Linked DNA regions of Sus scrofa: region 1 is linked to region 2. Evidence: chromatin contacts called from public HiChIP or PLAC-seq data. All regions are on one chromosome and are shown on one strand. Each heading gives the region's core, a stretch centred on a gene start, on an enhancer-like site or on the middle of the called end of the contact. The rest is flanking DNA. Distances are from core to core; before and after follow the strand shown.

Evidence for each region. HiChIP or PLAC-seq counts read pairs in DNA pulled down with a chosen protein or histone mark.
Region 1: an H3K27ac HiChIP or PLAC-seq map of alveolar macrophages shows a contact between it and region 2. The contact joins two enhancer-like sites. A contact is called at or near these places in 1 of 47 Hi-C or Micro-C datasets (embryonic fibroblasts) and 1 of 2 datasets of contacts at active chromatin or transcription factors (alveolar macrophages).

Annotation. Positions count from the first base shown.
Region 1 is chr12:15,979,813-15,984,539 of Sscrofa11.1, reverse strand. All of the region lies in intron 2 of MARCH10 (probable E3 ubiquitin-protein ligase MARCH10), which reads right to left. Among named protein-coding and RNA genes, the nearest start is that of MARCH10, 12 kb to the right of the region's middle. Within about 2 kb of position 2,204, at least 25 of the 83 cell types and tissues checked have an H3K27ac peak or open chromatin away from gene starts, as enhancers often do. A contact at or near this core is called in alveolar macrophages, where this site is marked.
Region 2 is chr12:15,852,858-15,857,174 of Sscrofa11.1, reverse strand. No RefSeq gene overlaps it. Among named protein-coding and RNA genes, the nearest start is that of TANC2, 41 kb to the right of the region's middle. Within about 2 kb of position 2,309, at least 1 of the 83 cell types and tissues checked has an H3K27ac peak or open chromatin away from gene starts, as enhancers often do. A contact at or near this core is called in alveolar macrophages, where this site is marked.

The sequences.
Region 1 (4,727 bases), core at 955-3,454, 130 kb before region 2:
TTTTAGTTTCTTTTACATTATAGGTTATTATAAGATACTGAGTGTAGTTCCCTGTGTTATAGATGATCTATTTTATACATAGATCTTTTTTTCTTTCTTTCTTTTTTTTTTTTTTTGCTTTTTGGGCCATACTTGCAGTACATGGACTTTCCCAGACTAGGGGTCGAATAAAAGCCGGCCTAAGTCACAGCCACAACAATGTGGGATTCAAGCCAAGTCTGTGACCTACACCACAGCTCATGGCAACGCTGGAACCCTGACCCCCTGAGAGAGGGACAGGGATTGAACCCGCATCCTCATGGATACCAGTCAGTTTCATTTCCACTGCCCCACAATGGGACCTCCTGGTTTATAGATCTATTTTATATATATAGTGTGTATCAGTTAATCCCAAACAAGTTTATCCCCTGTCCCCACTTTCCCTTTGGTGACTGTAAGCTTGTTTTCTATGTCTGTCGGTCTATTTCTGTTTTGTATGTAAGTTCATTCATATCATTTTTTAAGATTCTATATATGTGATAGCATATGATATTTGTCTTTGTCTGGCTTACTTCACTTTCAACTGATATTTTCATATTGTGATCCTAAATTTTATAGTCACGCTATTCCCTAAAGTATACCTTGATAAACATTTTATGACCCGAAAAAAAGGGAAGTGCTTACTTCCCTTCCAACTGATGGTTTAAATACTCCAAAAGGGTAAAACTTCTTGGAGCATTTCAACAGGTCCAATGACTGAACTCTTTCCTCTGCCAGAGTGGAATTATCCACTGCTACAGTAAAGAAATGCAGCGTAAAGACAGACAATATTATCTTTAAGGTAGGCCTGATGTCTTCTTCTTCCTGCCTGGGTTGGGAAAGGAAAGATTTCTTCTGCCTCAGTTCCCCTCTGTTAGGAAATCCATCTCCTTCCTTGATGTAGGAGGACGTGCCAGAATCTCACGGCCACGGGAAAGCCCAATATTCTGCTAGAGGTTAAGAGCGGAAATGACCCGACATTAACAAAACATTTAACACTTGGACCTGGGAACAGAGAGTCCATTACTCTCTGCTTCACAACTGATTTGCAGGTGAGGCACAGGTGTCTGGGCTCCTCCAGAACAGCCAGTGGTACCTGCAGCAGGTGGAATCCTGGATTTCTAGGAGAGAGGTGTGCTTTCACCCCACCTTGCTCAGAAATGGAGAACACTCCAGAATGGTGGGGTTTTCCCTTTGGGTTTGTTAATTTCAAAAAACGATGCCATATGGATAAGCAAGCTCTTTTAACAAACAGCATTTGTTTTTAATAAATAAGAAAACACCCCCGATACTGTACTAAATAAGTTAAATAAATATCAAATGATAAAATAAACCAAGCTAAAACCTAAAGAGTCAGCCAGAGAGTTTAATGACACTCAACGAGATATGGGCCTCTTTTTGGTATTCCTTTACGATGACTTCAGATTGGAGCTCCTGCTGGGGAGGTGCCCCTGCGTGGAGTGTTGTTTCCCGGGGCAGCAGATGTCTCTGTTACCCTAACCAACTCCTATTAAAGACAAGAGAAGAAAACGCTGATGGGCTGAAAGTGGAGGAGCCCGTGTTAGCAACTGCACGCAGGATCGAGGCAGATTTTGTGGGAAGAACAGAATTCTTGTGGGCTGAGTGTTTTTTGAAAATTCTCTCCAAGAATGCATGCGACTTAAATATTTCTTTACCCAAAGGGGAGGAGGAATAGAATGGTTTGCAATGTTGAAAAAAAAAATGCCCCCCCCCGCCTCTGGTGCCTTATCCCCCCCGCCATGGGGGAGCAGAAGAAACCAGTGGCAAGGGAGGTGCCTCCTAATTTTTATCTTGCTCCAGTCAAGCAATCTTTCCATGTAAATCAAGTGTTAGTCTTCTCGACGTGAACAGCTTTGCTGAGAAGGAACAGGGACAGAGCCAAGCCCGGATTTCCAGTCCTGGAAACAGCAAAAACCTAGCTGTACTTCCCTCCACCCTCAGGGGCTAGTTTTCTTGTTATTTGTAAATGTGAGTGGGTTTTGCTTCGTTTTGGGTTTTTTGATGCTGATGTTTCTGCCGTGAGGGTCCTGAAAGGGGCAGAGGAGTATGAAATCCACAGGCTGGGGAGGGGGGATAGATTTGTAATTCATTGTCACCAGGGGCTCCCCTTACCTTGGAACTTTATTTCCCTTTCGGTTTCAAGTGTCTGAAGCTAGACTGCTATAAATAAGTTTTTGGTCACATGAACATGTGACAAAACTGGCTGAGGGCAGTCTTGTAATGAGAGGCTTCAGGTAACTTCCTGTTTCTTTCCGGCAGAACTGGGGCTTCTTCCTTCACTCCTCCTCTGGTGTCGCTCCCCCTCTGCGCCCCCTCACCCCCCAAGCCCATCCCTCTGACTGCAGCACGCGTAGTTAGGCTACCTTCTGTGCAGAAGCTACCATTGCGGGGGGGTGGGGGTGGGGGCAGAACACAGAATGTGCATATATGCCTGTGGGGGATGACGTGAGTTTTGTGACTCACCGTCGCAATCCGGGTAAACATGACAAACCCCAGCTCTGCCACTTTTCTAGCATCGTGACCTTGGGCAAGCTGACTAACTCCATTGATTCTTGCTTCCCTCATCTCTGAGAGGGAGATGTCCCTGGGCTGCCTGATTGCTGGGAGAGCAAGAGGCATTGTTGATAAGACGCTTAGCAGAGTGAATGGCTCGCAGTGAACATGCAGTAAAAGTGGTCAATAAAACTCATCATTATTACCATCAACTTCACCACTGTCATCATCATCACTGCTGTCACCATCATCATCACTGTCTTCATCATCATCAGCATCCATCAGCAGCATCATCCTCTCCATCATCAGCAGCATCATCCTCTCCATCATCAGCAGCATCATCCTCTCCATCATCACCAGCATCATCCTCTCCATCATCACCAGCATCATCTTCTCCATCATTACCATCCTCAGATCAGGCTTAATCCCACTCCTTAGTTCATTCCTTTTTCTCAAGTCAGCCTTTGCCACATAATGTGATTCTGATCGTGGTCACAGAAGAAGAAAGACTCTTTTTTTTTATCTAGGCCTGAAGTTCATCCTTGTTTTTCTGTCCTGGAAGCAGAGGTCTGCTTTCTATGCCTGCCCGTCCCTCTCCTGGGGCAGCCAGCTGAGGAGACCCTGCTCCCAATCACTCAGGGTCCCTCTGGGAACTGCTTTTTCTTCAGACAGCTTTCTGAACCCACAGGGATGCTCAAACTTTCTTCTTCTGTTCCTTTTATTATCAGCCCCATTCTTCTGGTCGTCATCCAGGCTCCTGGTCCCTCAAGAAGCCATGTCCCACAAGAATGTTTCCCAGCCTCAGGGTTCTGGTCTGAAAAGCACTGTGACTATGACCTAACTCTGCATCTTCAGCTGTGACCTCTGTCAAGGTTATTGTTAGTTGAACTCCGCAAGCATTTTGGGAAGGAAGACTTGCCATTGCCTTCAGTTGCTTCTTTTTTGTTATTCTTATGATCCAACATGCTTACCTCAGAGCTTTGGGTCTTAACTACCACTGGTGACATTATTAAAGTCATTAGTTTTAAGAGATTAAGAAATCAAAGGTGTAAAAACAGTTTGACATGATACTCCCCTCGAGTGAGTTGATTTCTCTCTTCTATGAAGAGCAGAGAAGCACACACACATACATACACACAGACACACAGACACACATATCAGAGGTGGGCAGAGCCCTCCCCATGACTCCTATGGGATGGAAAGTTGCATTATGTCCATTTCCTCAACCCCCTGGGTGGACGGTCCCCAAGCATGTCCGGAAACAGGTTCACATTGTCATATTTGTGGCTTGCCATGTACTTGAAAGAATCAGAATGAATAAGTGACATGAAATGAAAGCCATCAAACACATTTGATAGATGATAGAAAATCATCCTGAAATGCCACGTGTAATCTTTCTTTTAGCTCTCAGTGGACATTAATGGCTAAATTCTACCACAAGTTATATAAACGCATTCGACCAAAAGAAGCGGGAGGGTGGGAGGGGGCGGGGAGCTATGTAGCACAAACGCCCTTGAAGAAATAGAGCCAAATTCTGAGATGGTGTATCATTATGTACTAGTTACCAGATTCTGAAATAGCATGGAATATGCCAGATAGATGTTTATTTCCTCTTGTTTTTTCAAAAGGGTCCCACCCAACCACCAAAAGGAGTGACATCAAAATAACTCGGAGTGGGTTTAACCCTCCTCTCCTGCCGAGAGCAGACAGACCTGTAAAGGCACTGCTAATTTGGTGCATACCAACCCAGAGCGTATTTTAGGATGTTGCGGGAACAGTGTCTACAGGAAGTTTCTAAGGGCTTCAATTTGAGCCAGCTCATTAAAGGAGAGTCCAGCATGGGAAGGCGTATGCGGCAAATGTCTATGATTTGGCAGTCAGATCAGGTGGCTAGGTTTTACACTATTTGTACACCCTGAAATCCCTCATGCATGTTGCTGGGCTGCTAGTGAAAGCTGAGGTTCTGCGAGCAACCAGCCTAGTTCATCGATGGCCCAGGGTTTCAATATCCACCCGGAGCAAAGCCTCCCTTCATAAATTATCTAAATACAGACAAGTCACATATGCACCAGGTTACTGAGGGGTCATTAAAGCCATGCAATTGATTCTTAACCCCCAATTTAATCTCTTCTGGAACAAGGCAAGGGGTAGAGTAGATAATGCAACTTACCACTGTTCCCGTCAAAGTCGTTGCT
Region 2 (4,317 bases), core at 1,060-3,559:
GTGTTCATATTGGACATCTTTCTTGCTTTGGGAGGGAAGAGAGAATAAAGCTAAAGCCCCACCTCGTGTTTTCCATGATTCTAATATCCAACAGAACAAACACTCTATAGACCAAGATCGCAAGTACAAAAGGATGAGCAGCACGGGAGAGGTCTAGCACAGCAGAAGGAAAGGGAAACAAAAAGAAGGGAAAAGTGAGCATTCAAAATTTACTTACACATAAGGCTATGTACTAGATTCCATGGCAAGTTAAAAGATAAGACATGTCCCATGGCCTCAAGGGACTTGAGATAGGATTTGCCCAAAGTCTCAGAAGTACCTAGAAAGATGCCAAGTTTGCCCTGTGTTTTACAAGAATGGTCTCATTTCATTCACACACTAACCCCACAAGGCAAGCCCTTCTGAGTCCATGTTTCTGGTGAGGAAACTGAGGCACAAAGAAGTTGCATAACTTGCTCCCTTCCAGCAAGAAGTGGAGCTGGGAGTTTATATCCACACCATTCTTAACTGCTGCCCTCTCTAGGGCAGAAAGGCTTTAGTGGACAATGGAATGCGTGTCGCCTAGAAAAATTTGTCTCTAGCAGTTAGAAGCAGAATTCACTCATTCCTCAGCCTCCTCCCAGGTCCCACAGATGTATTTTTTAACTCTATACTATTTTTAAAATTCTATTTCTTTCTTCTCTTGCCTTCCCTAGTTCCCTTTCTCCATGCTCATCTTCTCTTTCTATCCTGCTCCTCTCCCAAAGCCTGTAATACATACATAGCAAATAGTAATCGATGCTTTGTTTTCCAACTTGTCTTTTCTTTCTTGGGCCTGTGCTTGGAAGACATCAAATAGGTAACCCATCACACTGATATTTTTCCCTCTGTCCTGCATCATTCCTATTAGCTTACATAGTTAAGTACCCTCATCTTTAAAAAAAAAAAAAAAGTAACTATTTTTTAAAAACCTATCTTTGACCACAGGTGCGCCTGCAACCCTATTTCCCTATTCCCCATTTCCAGCCCCAACCTTTTTTTTTTTTTTTTTTTTTTTTTTAATGCTTAAGGTGGGGTGGGTGGAAGGAACGGAAAGACTTTTCAGGAAAAGGGAGCAGCATGAGTAACAGCATCAAGGTGGGAATAAACCTGCAGCCCCAACCTTTTTAACCAGCTGCTATTTCACATCTAATTTGAATGTTTCCAAATTAACATGCCCCTGGGGCAAGCCTTTGTTTCTGCAGCCACTTCCTTGCGTCTCCCAGCTTTCCCTATCTGGCAAGTAGCTCCTACAGGAGCCCAAAGAGTCTGGGCATCATCCATTCCTTAGTCTCCCACAATGACCCACCAACAAGATCTCTCTACTGGGTCTCTAACACACCCCAAACCCAGCTGCTCCTCTCTCTTTATCCTCATCCAAGCCACCTTTATCTTTTACCAAAATCACCATAGACACTTGGTATAATCCATTCTCCACGTGGTAGCCAGAGTAATGTTTTAAAATGCAAATCAGATAACAAGACTCCTCTGCTCAAAACCCTTCAGGAGTTCCTGCTGTGGCACAATGGGTTAAGAATTCCATAGCAGCAGCTTGGGTCACTGCACAGACTTGCGTTCAGTCCCTACCCTGGGAGAGTGGGTTAAAGATCTGGATTTGCCACAGCTGTCGTGCAGGACAGCAGCTGTGGCTCGGACTCAATTTTTGGCCCAGAACTTCCATATGCCATGGGTTTGGCCATAAAACAAAATTAAATCTTCAAAGTCATTCCATCACGTTTAGCATAACTTCTGGCTTCCAAGGCTCTTCATGACAAGGTTTCTGGTCCTCCCTCTGACCAGGTCACCCTCTCCCCTGCTCTCCGAGCCTGAGCCACAGTTGCTAGCTTTCTGTTCCTCGTGCAGGTTAAGGTTTGGTGCTTTGGCACTCTTTGCTCCCTCTCCCTGGAATATGGATTCCCTTGATCTTCCATCGATGGCTTCTTCCCCACCTTTGAGTCTCAATTCAAATGTCATCTTCTCAGAGGGGCCTTCCCTTACCACCCAGCTGAAAACATTTACTCGTCTATTCTCTATCACCCTGTCCTGTTTGACCTCATATTAGCCCTCATTACTACCTAGTGTTGCATCGCTTTGGGAGTCTATCCATATTAGAACACACAAGCTCTGTGAGAACTAGAACCTTGTCTTTCTTATGTTTTGCTATATGCTCAGCCCCTAGAATGGCACACCAATATTTAATAAATTAGTGAAAGATAAGAACCTTGAAACCTAGGACTGTTATGACTCATCAACTTCTATACAACTTTTCTCTATTGCCTAATGACCATTGCTCCATACCTTATGAGCTCTCAAAGTGTGACTCATGATGACAAAAGCATAGAATATAAATTTTCCTTAAAAATTCTGGAGCTACGAAGGGAAAGCGATCTTTTTTTTTTTTTTTTTTTTTTTTTTCCTTTTCTAGGGCTGCACCCGCGGCATGTGGAGGTTCCCAGGCTAGGGGTCTAATCAGAGCTGTAGCTGTGAAGCCTACGCCAGAGTCACAGCAACGTGGGATCTGAGCCACATCTGCAACCTACACCACAGCTCATGGCAATGCCAGATCCTTAACCCACTGAGCAAGGCCAGGGATCAAACCCACAACCTCATGGTTCCTAGTCGGATTTGTTTCCACTGTGCCACGATGGGAACTCCCGGAAAGCGATCTTAATGTATGCTTTCACTTTCATGAAAAGAAGTTTTTTTATTTAATTTTTTTAGGGGGGATGAGAGGCTTCCGAATTTTCAGCTTTCATTAATTTTGTCTGTCGCTCCTAATGAAAACTTCTGATGAAAATCCGCTGTGATAAAATAGTTATGCTAACTGCAATCCCCCAAACATGGGAATCTTTTCTAGGTTTGGGGTGCAAACCTTTGAACCAATAAGTGGTTGTCAAGTCCCAAGGGCAAAACATTCCCCAAAGCCCTTCGTCTGCCACGCGCTTACCCTCCTCCTCTTCCACCCTGTGAACTGCAGGAACAGGGAGTCGTTAGCTGTTTTGAGAACTCTTCTACCAAGAAACAGTGTCAAGAAATTCCATGCCCTAAAGAATTTTCTAGGGTTTTCCAGTCTGTATTATGAAACACTTTTAAAAAGTGGGTTATAGGCATTTTTCTATCCACTCTGTATAACTCGAATAGATTGTGTAATGCCTCATGAAGGGCCTGGATGCTCACCACCCACATCTCCCGTCTAAAACTAGGTTATGAGTAAAATGAAAACTCTGCAAAAAAAAAAAAAAATCCTTCTGCTTCTCATAAAGTCCTCAGCTCAATTCATATCTCACAGGCATAAAATCCAGATCGTATAAAGAGGTTAAGAACCTATAATAATTACTATCCAGTTCATAATGAACAGTAACAGACACTCCCTTTAAAATTGTGGAAATTCTCATTTCCACACGAAAGCCAAGAGAACACTGGCATGACGTCAGCAGGCGAGAAGACTGAAAGGATGCTTTCCTCATTTACCCAATAGCTCTTGCCCTCCTTCATCCTGGACAAAAGCAAGCCTGCCGCACCTGGGGTTCAGGGAAAATTAGGGTGGAGGAGGGGTAGGATGGAATGGAGAGGCTTTATCTAGTCTGGGAAAGTGCCCAAGTGGAAACAATTGAATACCCAATCATTTTCCCAGGAGGCTGGCAGAGTTCTCCGTAGACTGTTAAGCGTCAACCACTCTGCAAACTCTATGAAGAGATCTTTAAGGCCCTGCATTTTCCCCCTTCTGGGGAAATGTCTTCACTCCAAGAGGTTAGCCTGGGAAGATATATCCTTATCTTCAAACCACCACAACAAAGCCCCTAGTCCCCGCAGAGTGAAATTCCTGTGCTCCACCCTAATTGAGTTTAGGAAACTGATAAGACAGCTGTGAAAATAGAGTGAAAAACATTCACTCTCATTCAAATCAGCTGGCACAGTTTGCCCCTTTTTAAGAAGCGACTAGGAGGTTATTTTCCATTTTTTAAAATAGTTATAGACCAAAACACAATTACGCAACTACACTTCAATTGCAAAGTGAAATTGTCCACCCATGAGATCATATGTAGCTCATATGTATGTGTTTATTTAAAACTCTATATTTTAAAACATCCACCAAATAGAATACAATCAACTCCACGTACTCAATACCCAGCTTCAATGATTATCCACATAAATCCATTCCCCTTTAATATTCTTACAATAAAACACAAAAGGCTGCTGTGAGAAATATGCACATGTGTCTTACAGGCTGTAACATTTGTTAAGATACATAATAACTTCTTTAGAGTTTGGGGGCAAAAGACTAAAACTTCGCAAATT